2 separate regions of the Manis pentadactyla genome follow, and region 2 is linked to region 1. Evidence: chromatin contacts called from public Hi-C data. All regions are on one chromosome and are shown on one strand. The core of a region is the stretch at or near the end of the contact, and the rest is flanking DNA. Distances in the headings are between cores, read along the strand shown.

Evidence for each region. A called contact is a pair of places that touch in the nucleus more often than the background predicts.
Region 2: a Hi-C map of fibroblasts shows a contact between it and region 1, with 5 times the contacts expected there. The contact joins the promoter of LOC118907423 here to the promoter of RGS22 in region 1. A contact is called at or near these places in 2 of 3 Hi-C or Micro-C datasets (fibroblasts and skin fibroblasts).

Annotation. Positions count from the first base shown.
Region 1 is chr3:40,146,862-40,153,455 of mManPen7.hap1, reverse strand. RGS22 (regulator of G protein signaling 22) reads right to left here and starts at 3,027. Exons shown (of 27, transcript XM_057497863.1): 1 at 2,955-3,027; 2 at 2,449-2,477. The coding sequence starts at 2,979.
Region 2 is chr3:40,349,353-40,355,786 of mManPen7.hap1, reverse strand. It overlaps LOC118907423 (cytochrome c oxidase subunit 6C), which reads right to left and starts at 1,486. Exons shown (of 4, transcript XM_036876066.2): 1 at 1,359-1,486; 2 at 83-210. The coding sequence starts at 196.

The DNA.
Region 1 (6,594 bases), core at 1,778-4,277:
CAAATTGGTCTCTACTGAAAGCTGCAGAGAGCAAAGGATGCAAAGGCAGTCTGGATGATTTGGGGTTGGAAAGGTTTCATGGAGGAGATGAGCTGAGCCTTGAAGAATGTACAAGATTGTGAAAGAGATGGGGGAGGGCAACTGAGACAAAACTCAACAGCAAAGGCAAGGAGGCAAGCGGGACAGTTTAGCTGGAGCAGAAGGCATGTGGAAGTACTTTATAAACCCAAAACAGTATGAACATTGTCTTTATCACACAGAAGGCATTGAGAGGTAAGGTTAAAGAATGTTGAAAAGATACCGAAAATATTTTGAATGCTAAAGTGGGGGGTCGCATTTGACATTCTGGCTCGGCCAGGTTACTAGATGTGTGGCCTCAGATGTTAGTTAACCTCTGGGAACTTCAGCTTCCTCGTGTGTGAAACAGGGGGAGGGGAGACAGGGCGGATAATAACCACCCAATAGAGTTGGTTTGAGGTTAAAGACGGCACGAAGTCAGCAATCAATAAATAGGAAGATTAATAAAAGATTAGAGCATTCGAGTAACATGGTAGTTTTTTAAAGCATTAATGACAATCTGATAGTCAGTGTATGAGTAATAGGAAACGGAAAATCTAAAGGCAGACACAGCAGAACAATAGCACCCAGCACAACTGATGCACAGGAGTTTGCACTTTATGTTTTAGGCAAAGAAAAACAGGAGTTGACAGAGGGAATATTGGAGGCAGTGACATCAGTTAAGATGACTGCCAAAGTCCAGGTCCAGAGATGAGAGCCTTAAATTAGACAGTAGCTGTGAGGATGGAGAAAAGAATTTAACTATAAAAAGAACTTGGCAAAAGACTGCAGGAGGGAGGTGAAGAAAAGGGAAAAAGGGTTCTGGCTTGGGTAACTGAATGGCCAGTGGCACCATGAACCAAAACAAGAAAAAAGAAGAAAAACTTGTGTATATGTGTGTGTGCGTGTGTGCCTTTAAGTTCAATTTAGACTGTTGAAGTGATGCAGGGACATCCACATGACAAAGGTGCCTAATAAGTGGATATAGCCCTATGGCATCAGAAAAGGTGTCTGACTAGTGGTGTGTGGATTCGGAAGTCCTGTGAAATGAGAATAGCTGAAACAGTAGGAGGAGCAAAGGAGCTCACCCAGAGAAAGCCTGTAGAACAGAATCCTGAATAAGGCCAACACTTTTGTGAGCAAAGAAAAACAGAAGCCAAAAAAGGGTACATAAAAATGAGATGGGAGAACTGGGAGAGAGTGGTATCAAAGAAACCAAGGGACTGAGGAGTGGCCAATACAGTCTCCAAACTGTTATGAGTTCCCAGACACTTGCACAGACCTGAAGACGTTAGCCGACTGCTCAAATGTTAAGGATAATGTTGTTGACTGCTCTTCAGAGAGTTTTTACTGGAACTTTATGAGAAAGCTGGCTTCAGCGATGTGGGCCTCCTCCTGGAATGAAGAACTGTCAGGAAGCAGTTTAAAGGAGGTTGCCACTACACAAAATTATATAAGGCAAGAAGAAGATGGATGGAGGTTCTGACATGTTCTTTGTGCCCCTATCTTGATCTCTCTCTCTCAGTAGTAGACCAAAGGTCTGGAAGGGTGAAAATGGAAGCTGCTGGCAGTGCAACCTTAGCCTTCTCTCACAGCCCCTGCTAGACTGAACTTTTTGAGACTTATCATCATGCACTGCACATATAGCAGCATTCTTGTTTGTTGAATAAAAAGCCAAAAACAAATAAGAGAACTGGCCAACAAGAGATGAAGTGCTGGAAAACAGAAGCAAACAATACCAAGAAGTGGTCAGAGTTAGAATCAAACTCAGACCTTAGGAATTAAGCTGTGCTACCTCGTAAGTAACTATTTAAACCTCAGGCACGTTCCTTAAATACACATAATGTATGTTCATGGTGCCACTGGTCATTTAGGAATGACAACAGAACCCACCCTAAATAATACGCACTCACCTAAATGACAATGTTTATAACATTCATGGCAAAGTACTAATCATTACTTAACTCCCCAGAAGTATGACCTGAAAACAACATTTACTACATTTTAAAAGGAATTATAACTATATTATTAACCAATGCCATCTACTAATGTTTACTGCAACCAGGAACTGCACAGCCACACCACAATAAACAATAAACCATGGAGATAAAACCTCCTTTTCATGGAGTCATTAGAGTTTATAAAGCAATTAAATGAGGTCATTCATGTAAAAGAATTCTAACAGTGAATAGCATCCACCATGAAAATCAACTGGTCCCTTCTTAAAAATGTACCTGTTAAAGAATGTAAAAACGTCTTGTACTCAGCACCATTATTACTAAGCCAAAGCTTCTATTATACTCGTTTGGCAAAAAGGAGAAAATACATAGCTTTTTGCTATTCTTAAAAAGCCAAGGGAAAAAAATAAGTAGCCCTCTAAATTGTACTTACAAATTCTTCTTCTGTAATAGCTGGTGGCTCTGAAACAAGATAAAATAGTACATTATCTCACTCAGATCTGATTTTCTCTTAAAGTAAATGAAATAATTTGAGACAGCATCTAGCCCTGCTTTATACATGGGCAAGCTCAGTAAAATATTGGCCCTCTGTTCATTTGCTGCACACAGATTGAATTTTAATTTGTAATTCAAGGTGGAAGTGGGGAGGAACGGCCCCTGGAATCCAGCTTCGTCACTAATTCACCGTGACCCAGGAGTTAACCTTAACAGACGGAGGCTTTCGTATTCCAGGTGCAAAACGGGAAATTAAGCAAGATAAAATAAGCCCGTGCTAACAAGGCAATGTAAATGGAGGGCGGAGCCGCTGAAATTCGTAAGAAAACGCTTTGAGCCGGCGGTGGGGCCAGTTTTTCGACTGTCTGGAAGAGCGGCCGCCAGGCGGGGGGAAGTTAAGTCCCGCGGCGGTGGCGGCGCAAGCTGCCCGCCCGGCCCACCTACCCGCGGTGAGCCGCAGCTCGGGCATGGCGCCGCCGGGACCCGCGCCCGGCGTCCGCGCGCGCCCTCGGGGCCCCAGCGCGCGGGCCTGGGCTGCGCCGGCGTGGGTGACCTCGCCGCGCCCAGTTGCTATGGAGCTCGGACAATGGGGGCGCAGGCGGCTGGCGGTTCCGGGCCTGCGCGCGGCGCCCGAAGCCAGGGCGGGCCGGCGCCTTTGCGGGCTTCTGCGCGGAGGACGTCACACGGGGAGACCCGGCCTCACCTAGACCCGGGCGGGCGCCGCCGTCGAGACTGGGAGACCACGCGAACTCCGACCCCGGCGCGGCCACCGCGGAGGGCCCTGCAGTCGCGCGTGCCCCTCAGGCGCCGAACTAGCCGGGGACCCGGTACAGTGGTAGCCGTGGCCCAGGCCTCTTCTCCCAAAACAAGACCGAGCCGCACTGTCCAGGACGTGTGATGTCCCGGAGCAGGAGACCCGCTGACCCGTGGGTGCAGAAAAGGGGCTCAGCCGGGCTGGTCCCGAGAGAAGAGGCTGAGAGTGATAACGGAGGGTGCATCCAGGCACAGCTCTTGAGCTCATTCCCTGTTGTCTGAAACGCCTGTATAGAAAGTTAAATACTCATGTGCTTTAGAAACCAGATCTTCCCCACATTTTTGCTCCAAAAGGTTAGGACTAGTGTCTTTTCAGGATATATCTAAGCTTTAAAAATTACCTGAGAACTCTGTTGAGGAGACAGTATATCGAGGGTGCTCACAGTCTGTGTTTTGGAAAGTTATTATAGAAAAGTATAAGTAAAAAGTGAAATTTGAAAGAAGAAATATGATAGTTCTAATATATATATATATATAATTTTTTTTGAAAAGTCACGGCCAACTCAAATTTCCAGCACAAACCCCTCTCTCCAGGGTGAGAACCCTAAATACAGTTCCTTCTGTACACAGCAGGAGCTCTTCTTTACTTTCAAACTAAAATGCCCAAAAGGAAATGTACATTTTCCCACTTCTTATTTTCAAATTTTATCTTCCTACATAAATCCCACATTCAGTAAGTGGGTACCTTCATCCAGGTTTCTGACTCAAGCCAGAAACCCCATATTCAGTTAAGCTCAAGTTCCTGCAAATTCTATCTTAAAGTATTTCTGGAATCTGAAATCATCTCTCCACTCCCACTAACAACCACAGCCTTTGCACGGGCTCCCATGTAAACTGTTGTAAAAACTTTTCCTAATTTGTCCCTCTTCAAGTCTTTGCTTCCAGTGGAGTTCCCCTTAAATCCAGTCTCCATGGTGAAAGCAAAACTATCTAAATGCAAATCTGACCTCCTTAAAACCTTCAGTAGCTCCACTTTTGCCTCCTACAGTGTGGGGGGATGCTGTAAGGCAGGCCAGGGACTTGCAGTGCGAAGGCTTATGCAAGCGAGGAGTAAGACAATGGGTGCTTGTATTGCAAAGAACAATAACACCTGCATCAATATATTGCCTTTTCAATATTACATGGACAAAGACAAAAACAGAGGGCCAAATGAAGTAAAGGAAGAGTAGTAGAAGAGAACAAAAAGGGGAGGTGTGAGAAACGAAATCCCTTGTAAGGACTCCAGCTTTTGTCCTGAGTGAAATGGAAACCATAGTTTTGAACAGAGAGGTAGCACGATTGTGCTTTTATTTGAAAAGGATCACTCTGGGTGCTGAATAGAAAATGTGGTTGGGCACAGATAGCAGCAGGCAAGAGCTGACGGTGGCTCAGACTAGGGGGGTAGCAGTAACAAGTTTGAGAAAGATTCCCATTCTGCATATATTTTAAAGGTAGAACCAAGATTTCCCGAGAAGTTGGATGTGGGAATGAAACAAAGATTTTGGCATGAGCAACTGGAAGGATGGAGTTGCCATCATCATAGATGGGGAAAGCTCTGAGTTTAAGAAGTCTAGTAGCCATCCAAGTGAAGATTTTGAGATTGCAGTTGATATAGGAGCCTGGAATTTGGGAGATGTAAATTTGAGAGTCGACATATAAACGGGGTTTTCAGGTGTTGTCTTATGCTGTTTCTACTTCCATGGAAGCTTTTCTGACTTGTATCAGGCTCAATGTTCTCATTCTTCAATACTCAACTTGAATTGCTTTCACTTGTCTCTTCTCTTGCTCTTGTATACTTGGTACAAACTTGTATCTTAAAACCACATTAATATTAAAATAATCTGTACAGGGAGGTGCACCTTCTACTTTCAGTGCCACCCACCAGACAGTAACCTCCTGGAAGGAGACTGAAGGAGATATATCTTGTTTTATCCCCCAACCCCACCTGCAGCACTCCCTACTGAGAGCCTGCCACTGCATACTTATTGCAATATCTTCTCTCCATTGCAATCATTCTGCACTGTGCCCTGCTCGCAGAAAATATTTATTTATCCCTGTTTTAGATAACTATACCAATGAGAAGCTAATAGGTTGTTTTAACATTAACGTTTGTTTTAACACTTATTGCACACTTACTATGGGCCTCTAACAATAACCCTAAGAGATTGGTATTATTATTTTCAAAAATTTAGGAAACTGAGACTTAAGAGAGGTGAGATAATTTGCTCAAAGACAAACAACTGAAAGTGTTGAAGCCACAGTTGACCCAGGTCTGTCTGATCCAAAAAGACTACTCTTTAACAACCATGCTTCGCAGTGCTTTCCTCTAAAAATAATCTCATGAGATTTAAAAACAGCACAAGAACCACAAAGACTGTAACTTGAACCCAAATACAAAGGTTATAAGCTAATGTTTTGGTGATTTTTTTGGTAAATTTTATTGAAACACAATTCATATATCATACACTTCACCTAAAGTGTATGATTCAGTAGTGTTTAGTATATTCAGAGGTCTGCAACTACCACCAGAATCAATTTTAGAACACTTGTATCACCTCAAAGAAACCCTATACACTTTAGCCATCATTCCTGATGATCCCCTCACCCATGCCAAGCAACCACTAACCTATTTTTGCCTCTATAGTTGTCTATTCTGGAGACTTCATACAAATGAAATCACACCATCTGTTGTTTTTTTGTGACTGGCTTCTTTCACTTAATGTTTTTAAGATTTATTTACCCACGTTGTAACATGAATCAGTACCTCATTCCTTTTTATTCCTGAATAATACTCCATTGTATGGTTATACCATGATTTGTTTGTTAATAGACATTTGAGTCATTTCTGCTTTTGGCTATTACAAATAATGCTGCTATGAACATTCATGTACAATTTTTTTGTTTGGGTATATTTTTTCATTTCTCTTGGATATATACTTAGGAGTGGAATTTCTGGGTCAAAAGGTAATCCTATATTTGTTTGGCAACTCTGTTTAACTTTTTGAGGAACTGCCAGACTGTTTTCCAAGTTGGGTGACCCACTTTATATCACCGCCAGCAGCAGATGAATATTCTGATTTCACCACATCCTCTTATCACTTTAATTATAGCCATCCTACTGAATGAAGTGGTTATCTCTTTGGGGTTTTTGATTTGCATTACCCTGATGACCAGATATTATTTAAAACATTTTATTCTGTCTCTGACCTCCAAACTTCCTAGTTTTTTCAAAAAGGCCTTTTTCTACAACTATTCTATATCCTTGTTGAAAAGCAATACAGTTCAAAACCAG
Region 2 (6,434 bases), core at 237-2,736, 200 kb before region 1:
TGCTTATGAAAATGAAGTACACTTTTTAATTTAAAACACACATATTTGGACCATAAGCACAAAGTAAAAAACAGATACATACCTTATAGAAAGCTGCAACCCCCAGGGATACAATGAATGCTCCAACAATATGAAATCGCAGGCGCTTGGCCAAAAGGCCCCGCATCTGAGGTTTCGTCAAAGCACTGGAAGCCATGGTAATTCTTAATCCTTGGTAGATAATAGAATAATAGAAGAAAACTCTTAGATCATAAAAAAATATCTAAAGAACTCTTATGCATAATGCATTTTAGTGTCTATAAGGGCCCAGGCAGGATAGTGGACTGACCCCTCCCACAAATCCTAAGGCGCTTAAGGCCTTAGCCTGCTCATTTTTTTGTTTCCCTCAAGCATACTGACTGCCTGACTGCGCTAAATAAGCAACGTGACTGCGGCAAAATAGCAACCGGGGCGGGGGCAAAAAACTACCAACAAAAATCTCTCCCAACTACAGAAAACATAAGCAGTGGCTCTAGACTGACAAATGTAAATGGGTTTATATCATTTATTCTTTTATAAATACACTATCAACTCATTTACTCTTCCAGACAAGCCCGTGAGACAGTTGTTATTCCCAGCTTATTGATGAGAAAACTCGGGGGCACTAAGGCAACGTTAACTTTCCCAAAGTCACGCAGTAAACGATCAAAACTCGGACAGAAATGCAACAGACACCTCGAGAGCCCACCCGGCGGCCGCCGCGCTGCACGGCCTCAGCCCACACCTACGGCCGGGGCGGCGGGCCCTCCCCGCGGTTCCCCCAGGGCGGGAGAGTGAGGAGGACCCGGGTGCGCCGAGGGAAGCTGCAGAGGACCGCCTCCTCTGCCCTCCCGCCACAGGTACGGCGACCCTTTGGCAGCTTCTCAAGGTTGACCTCAAACGGTACCACCGAGCCCACACCGAACGAGCGCCAACGCCGCAGGGGGCGCCACCGACGCTGACCCCTATGCCTCAAGAGCGACTGAAGAAAAGACCACCACGGCCTTTGCACAAGAGAGAACATAGGGCCGCACAGGTCAAACGTCCTAACCAAGGTCGCACTGCCTGGGGGGAGGGCGCAGCGGGGCCCGGGGCCGGGCCAGCTGCCTCAGAAGCCCGAATGGCTCTTCGCGGCCCCGGCAGCCCACCGCGCCCCCGCGGGTCCCCGCCGGCCGCCCGCTGCCCTCCTCAGGCCGCGGTGGGCGCGCGTTGGAGACGGCCGAAGAAAAGGTGTTCAGCTCCCCGGCCGCAAGAGCGAGTCACAACTCGACTCCCAGAGCAGGCGGCGGGAAGCAACTATGGGAACCTGAACGAAGGACTCACGGAGCAACCTCACTCACCCCGACACCAACGACCCTCCTAACCTACGCGGAAATGGACGGCCTCGGGCAGTGCGCAGGCGTAGAAAGAGAGGAAGCGCTGCGGACTCGGCGACGGTGGCGGAGAGAGTTCAAAAGAGTTCGGCACGCCTACCGCCGTTGACAGCTGGAGTACAGCAGATTAGCTGTTCTCCTGTGTGGTTTTGGACAAGGGTTTGTCCTTCTGAGTCAGTTTCCTTAGTAAATTGGCGATCTTAATCTTATGTACAGAGTTGATGTGATATAAAAATATTTAATAGGTGGGTTTTTTTAATGTACTCTACAAATATAATACAAATCATTTGCCCTAACCATGTGCACAGACATTTTCGTTTAACTACCTTGTGTGAATAACCGCTTGGTTTGAGTAAGAGGTGATAAAACAGCCGAGTTCTAGGTGCTCAGAATCCAGCAGATGAGACAAAACATTACTACCTTTCCCAAATGATGGGCGCTACCACAGACAAGTTACCTGCCTTTAAGTTACTGAAGAAGCAATTACCTGCCTGCAAGAGCTGAGCAAGTTTTGATGGAAGTATTGTGTGGGTTTTTTGCACAAGGCACTAAAGGAAGGTGTCTTGCCAATGGGTTTCAGCCCCGGGCAAGTTCGCTATGGATTCAATGTGACCAAAGAAATTGACAGCAAAACATTTTCTGGGGTGAAAGGGTTTATTACCTGGCTTGTTCTCCTGGCAGTAGGTCGAGCACTAGCGTCTCTGCGTCTGCCCAGAGCACTGGGCCGAGCTCTCTATATACCGCAATAATAGGTTATTGCCTAAAGGTATGGAAGCGGTAGCTGAGCAATAAGCCAGTTACATCATCAGGTGGTTTAAGTTCAGTGAGGATCCTGGCATTAGGAACCCCAAATTCCCCACAGAAGGGAACTAGAAGTTTATGGAATGTGGTGTGTAAGGGTAAGGCTCTTGTGTTTAGCCAGTGTCAGGTTTAGTTTTTTTGAAATAACCTGGATTTGTAAGATATATTTAAGTCAACTCAGCAAGCACTGTGGAAAATACACTGGGACACAAAAGATTCATGATATTTATTCAACATATATTGACAGAGCATTTCCTATGTCCCAGGCTCTTCTATGTCATAGGGCAGATCTTCAAAACTTCTTGTCAGAGTCTTTGTCCTCAACTTTTTAACTGACACTCTGGAAAATGGAACATTTCAGCTGCACAAAAACGTCACTGTGTGAGGCTTTGACCCTAACTGAGGGTCAAGGTGGGTTTGTACCTCAGCTTTTTCAGTCCTTTTCTCCAGGTTCTACCCAGCTGAAAATCTTTACAAGGATAAATTTGTTCCCTATTCCTTTTTATCCCCAATCCCATGAATAGTCCAGAGAATAATCAGTATATTTCAGAGTTCACAAGGACTGTTGTGTTGAATCATCAGGGAAAGCTTACTGGAAGTCATGGAAGAAATGGCAGCGAAGGTGAGCCTCAGTCTAATGGAGAGACCTGAAGAAGTGGAGAGATGCTAAGGGACAAACTGGTCATGAGAATGTAGCAAAGACAGACACAGGAACAGAGCCTGGCTGGGATGGAGTGCTGAATGGTTATTTAGGAACACTGTGTGGGTAGAGAAGCACAGAGCCAATCACAATAATCCACAGAGATTGATTGAAGGAGTTAAATGAATCAAACCTGAATGGTGGGAGTGAATAGAGAGGATGGCGTACGTGGGCTCTGTTATAGAGCCTACTAGGCCTGGATTTGAGACTCAGATCATAACCTCTAGCTTCTTAACCTTAGTCTGCTTTCTCCTCTCTAAAATGTCATCCATTTTTACCTTGATGGGTTGTGGTACAAATTAAATGAGATAATGCATGTATAGTTCTTGACAGACAGGCATTCTTAATGTGCATTCCCCAGTCTGTCCTTTTTCCCTGCCCTGCATTCCTTCCTTCCTTCTTCTAGGAGCAGTACTTGATTGCCCTTCCAGGAACCACCCCTTCCTGACTTCCAGCTACGTGGTTCTAGAAGAGTCAAACCCTACTCCAGCTGGCATATGACCAAAAGTGGCCAACCAATGTAGCCCATCTCCTTGGCCACAGTGATTGGTTGGGGTCAGACTCAGGACCCTGGCCAGGCCAATGAGACTCAATTCTCCAACTTCTGTTAAAACTATTGGTAAAAAAGGCTTTCTTTCCTTCTGAGGGTGTAGTGGTATAGAGCAGGAGTCTCACTCATCGCTAAGGCTGTGAGACCAGAGAATATTGTGTGCCTATATTGCCCCAACCAGGTACTGTTCAAATGAAAAAAAAGAAGCTTGCCCTTATGAAGCTTACATTATAGTGGGCCTGGAGGAAAGGACAGACAATAAACAAAAATGTCAGATGATAGTAAGTGTAATGAAAAAAAATAGAGTAGAATAGGGACACCTAAAGTCTATGTGAAGAGGTATCTGTTTTATAGTGGAAGTTTGAAGAAGATGTGGGCAATCTGACTTGAGCCCATGGTCAACACTAGGTTAAAAGATGGCTCACTGGAAGGATTGGGCTTGTTCTGCATGGTCCCAGGGAATAAAGTAGGATGTGTTGGTGTAAGATGCTGGGAGTAAGATTTCAGTTAAGTATTCATAATGGCTGGAAGTCAGACCCCTTCAAGATCATCCTCAACAGGCACATATCCAGCTCAGGGAGGTGAGGATCCCTTGATTGGGAAAGAAGCAAAGCAACAGTCTTGCTTCTACATCTTTTCATCCTGGTCTTGACAATTACCTTAAAAATTGTTGAAAAGATGCCATTTTTGGAATATGGGCTTAGGGAAACTTCTATTGTGGCTTCTCCATTACTGCTCTGCTCTCAAGGTGCTTCTGAGAGGACCTGGCCCTCTCACCTGTGCTCAGCCCCTCACAGGTTGGAAAATGTGCACAATACATAGAAAGGCAATTACAACTCCATGAGCTAAAAGAAATGAATGGACTCTGAAACAAATTATGCACTTTTTCCAAAAAGTGGGAATCTATTTCAATCCTTTCAGCCATAAGATGTACCAATGATATTGCATCAAAAGGAAAGAATAATTTTTTGGATTAAGAAACTGTGAAGGACTGAGAAGTTAAACAACAATATCAACAAGAACAACCTCTCTGTGAGGTAAAGTAGCAGCAGTTACAGTATTGGACAAACTTGGGGCCCATCATTGGCTCTTTTACATATAACTTACTTCTACTTTCAAATTTAATAAATAATAAAAGGTTGTTAAGTCAGAGTTAGATATGGACCATCACAAAGGTTAGGTCAGGAGTACTTTTTTTACCTGCCATATCCAGAATGTAGATAAGGATCCAAGGGAAATTTTAGGAACTGGTAAAATGATACTATGGTTTCTTCTTGGAAACCTTGCTGTTGACTAATCAAATGTGATGAGTGACCAACTGAAAATGACCTCCTGTTCTGAGAAACTAACAATATTCAACATAGTTCCAGATGATTCAGAGGCCTTGTTGGCTCTACATGCTTCCAGAAAGGCATCCTCTGCTGGAGAGATCTTCCAGTGATCTTTGATGCTGTCTGGTACAGAGAGCTTAGGAGGCACAGAAGGACACAATGAGCTTTAAGGAGGGAACTGGTTGAGTGTAACAGGTTAGAGGCATCACTGGGCCCAGCCCTAACCTCTTAAAGAAAATGTGAAGTTCTCAAGGAAGCCCTGAATTTTATAATAGAACTTGTCTGCTGCTTAATAGGAGTCCTTCAGCTGCTGGCCCAAGAGAACTTGGGATATTTGGGCCTCTCAGAAGGTATGTGTCTGAGGCATCAGCTCCCTAAGACTTCATAGGCTGTTAGGGTACTGTATTATAGGAGCCTCTGGACTCTCCCAGAGTTCTATGTGGATCAGGGATATGTTTTCTGGCCACTCCAAGACTGAGTTGTTGCTTCACTTAGCACCTAGTAGTTTATAAAACATGTCACATGTGTGTTTTCATTGTTCTTTGAATAATTCCATGAGATGAGGAAGGGTTCTTGTTTTCTAGATAAAGACACTGAAGGTCATAGTGGTAGAAAAAATAGCAGCACTGGAAATAGAATCTAGAGTGGGATTCATCCCACACAAGAGCTATGGAGAACACCTCCAGAGAAACAAGTCTACCTCAGTGGATACCACTCATTAACCTATGATGACCTGTTGAGCACCTGCTTTGTGCTCTATGTTGCTGTCTCTAATGGCTGAGAGTATAGTCCCCAAAAGCCACTGAGGACAGTCCCCAAATTAGTAGATTGTTTCATAACCTTCCACTTACCTTTAGTTGAATAGATATATCTTCCTTGGTCCCATTTGGAAAATATAAGAGGTTATTTATTCAGAGTAATCATGTTGAGGTCTGTGCAATAACTAAATAACAGATATTGGTGTTTCTCTGGCCATTTCAGAGCCGGCAGTAATTTAAAAAAATTTTCCCAGAACTGAGCTGACATCAGTCTTAGAAACCATACACAGAGATTTCTGGCCTGGCAAAAGCCTTTAGGAAATGAAGCTGTTAAATGAAATGGGACAGTCAGGCTAAACTCAGCTGCATTAATACAGAGAAAGCAAATTAATAAATAAAAGCTTGCCACAATATTATTCAGCCATAAGAAGAAAACAAATCCTACCATTTGCAACAACATGGATGGAGCTAGAGGGTATTATGCCCAGTGAAATAAGCCAGGCAGAGAAAGACAAGTATCAAATGATTTCACTCATCTGTGGAGTATAAGAACAAAGAAAAAAACTGAAGGAACAAAACATCAGCAAACTCACAGAACCCACGAATGGACTAACAGTTACCAAAGGGAAAGGGACTAGGGAGGATGGGTGGGAAGGGAGGGATAAGGGGAAAAATAAAAGGGCATTACTGTTAGCAGACATAATGTAGGGGGGGCACGGGGAGGGCTGTACAACACAGAGAAGACAAGTAGTGAGTCTACAGCATCTTATGCTGATAGACAGTGACTGTAATGGGGTATGTGGGGGGTACTTGGTGATTGGGGGAACCTAGTAAACATAATGTTCTTCATGTAATTGTAGATTAATGATACCAAAATAAAAAATAAAATAATAGAAAAAAAAA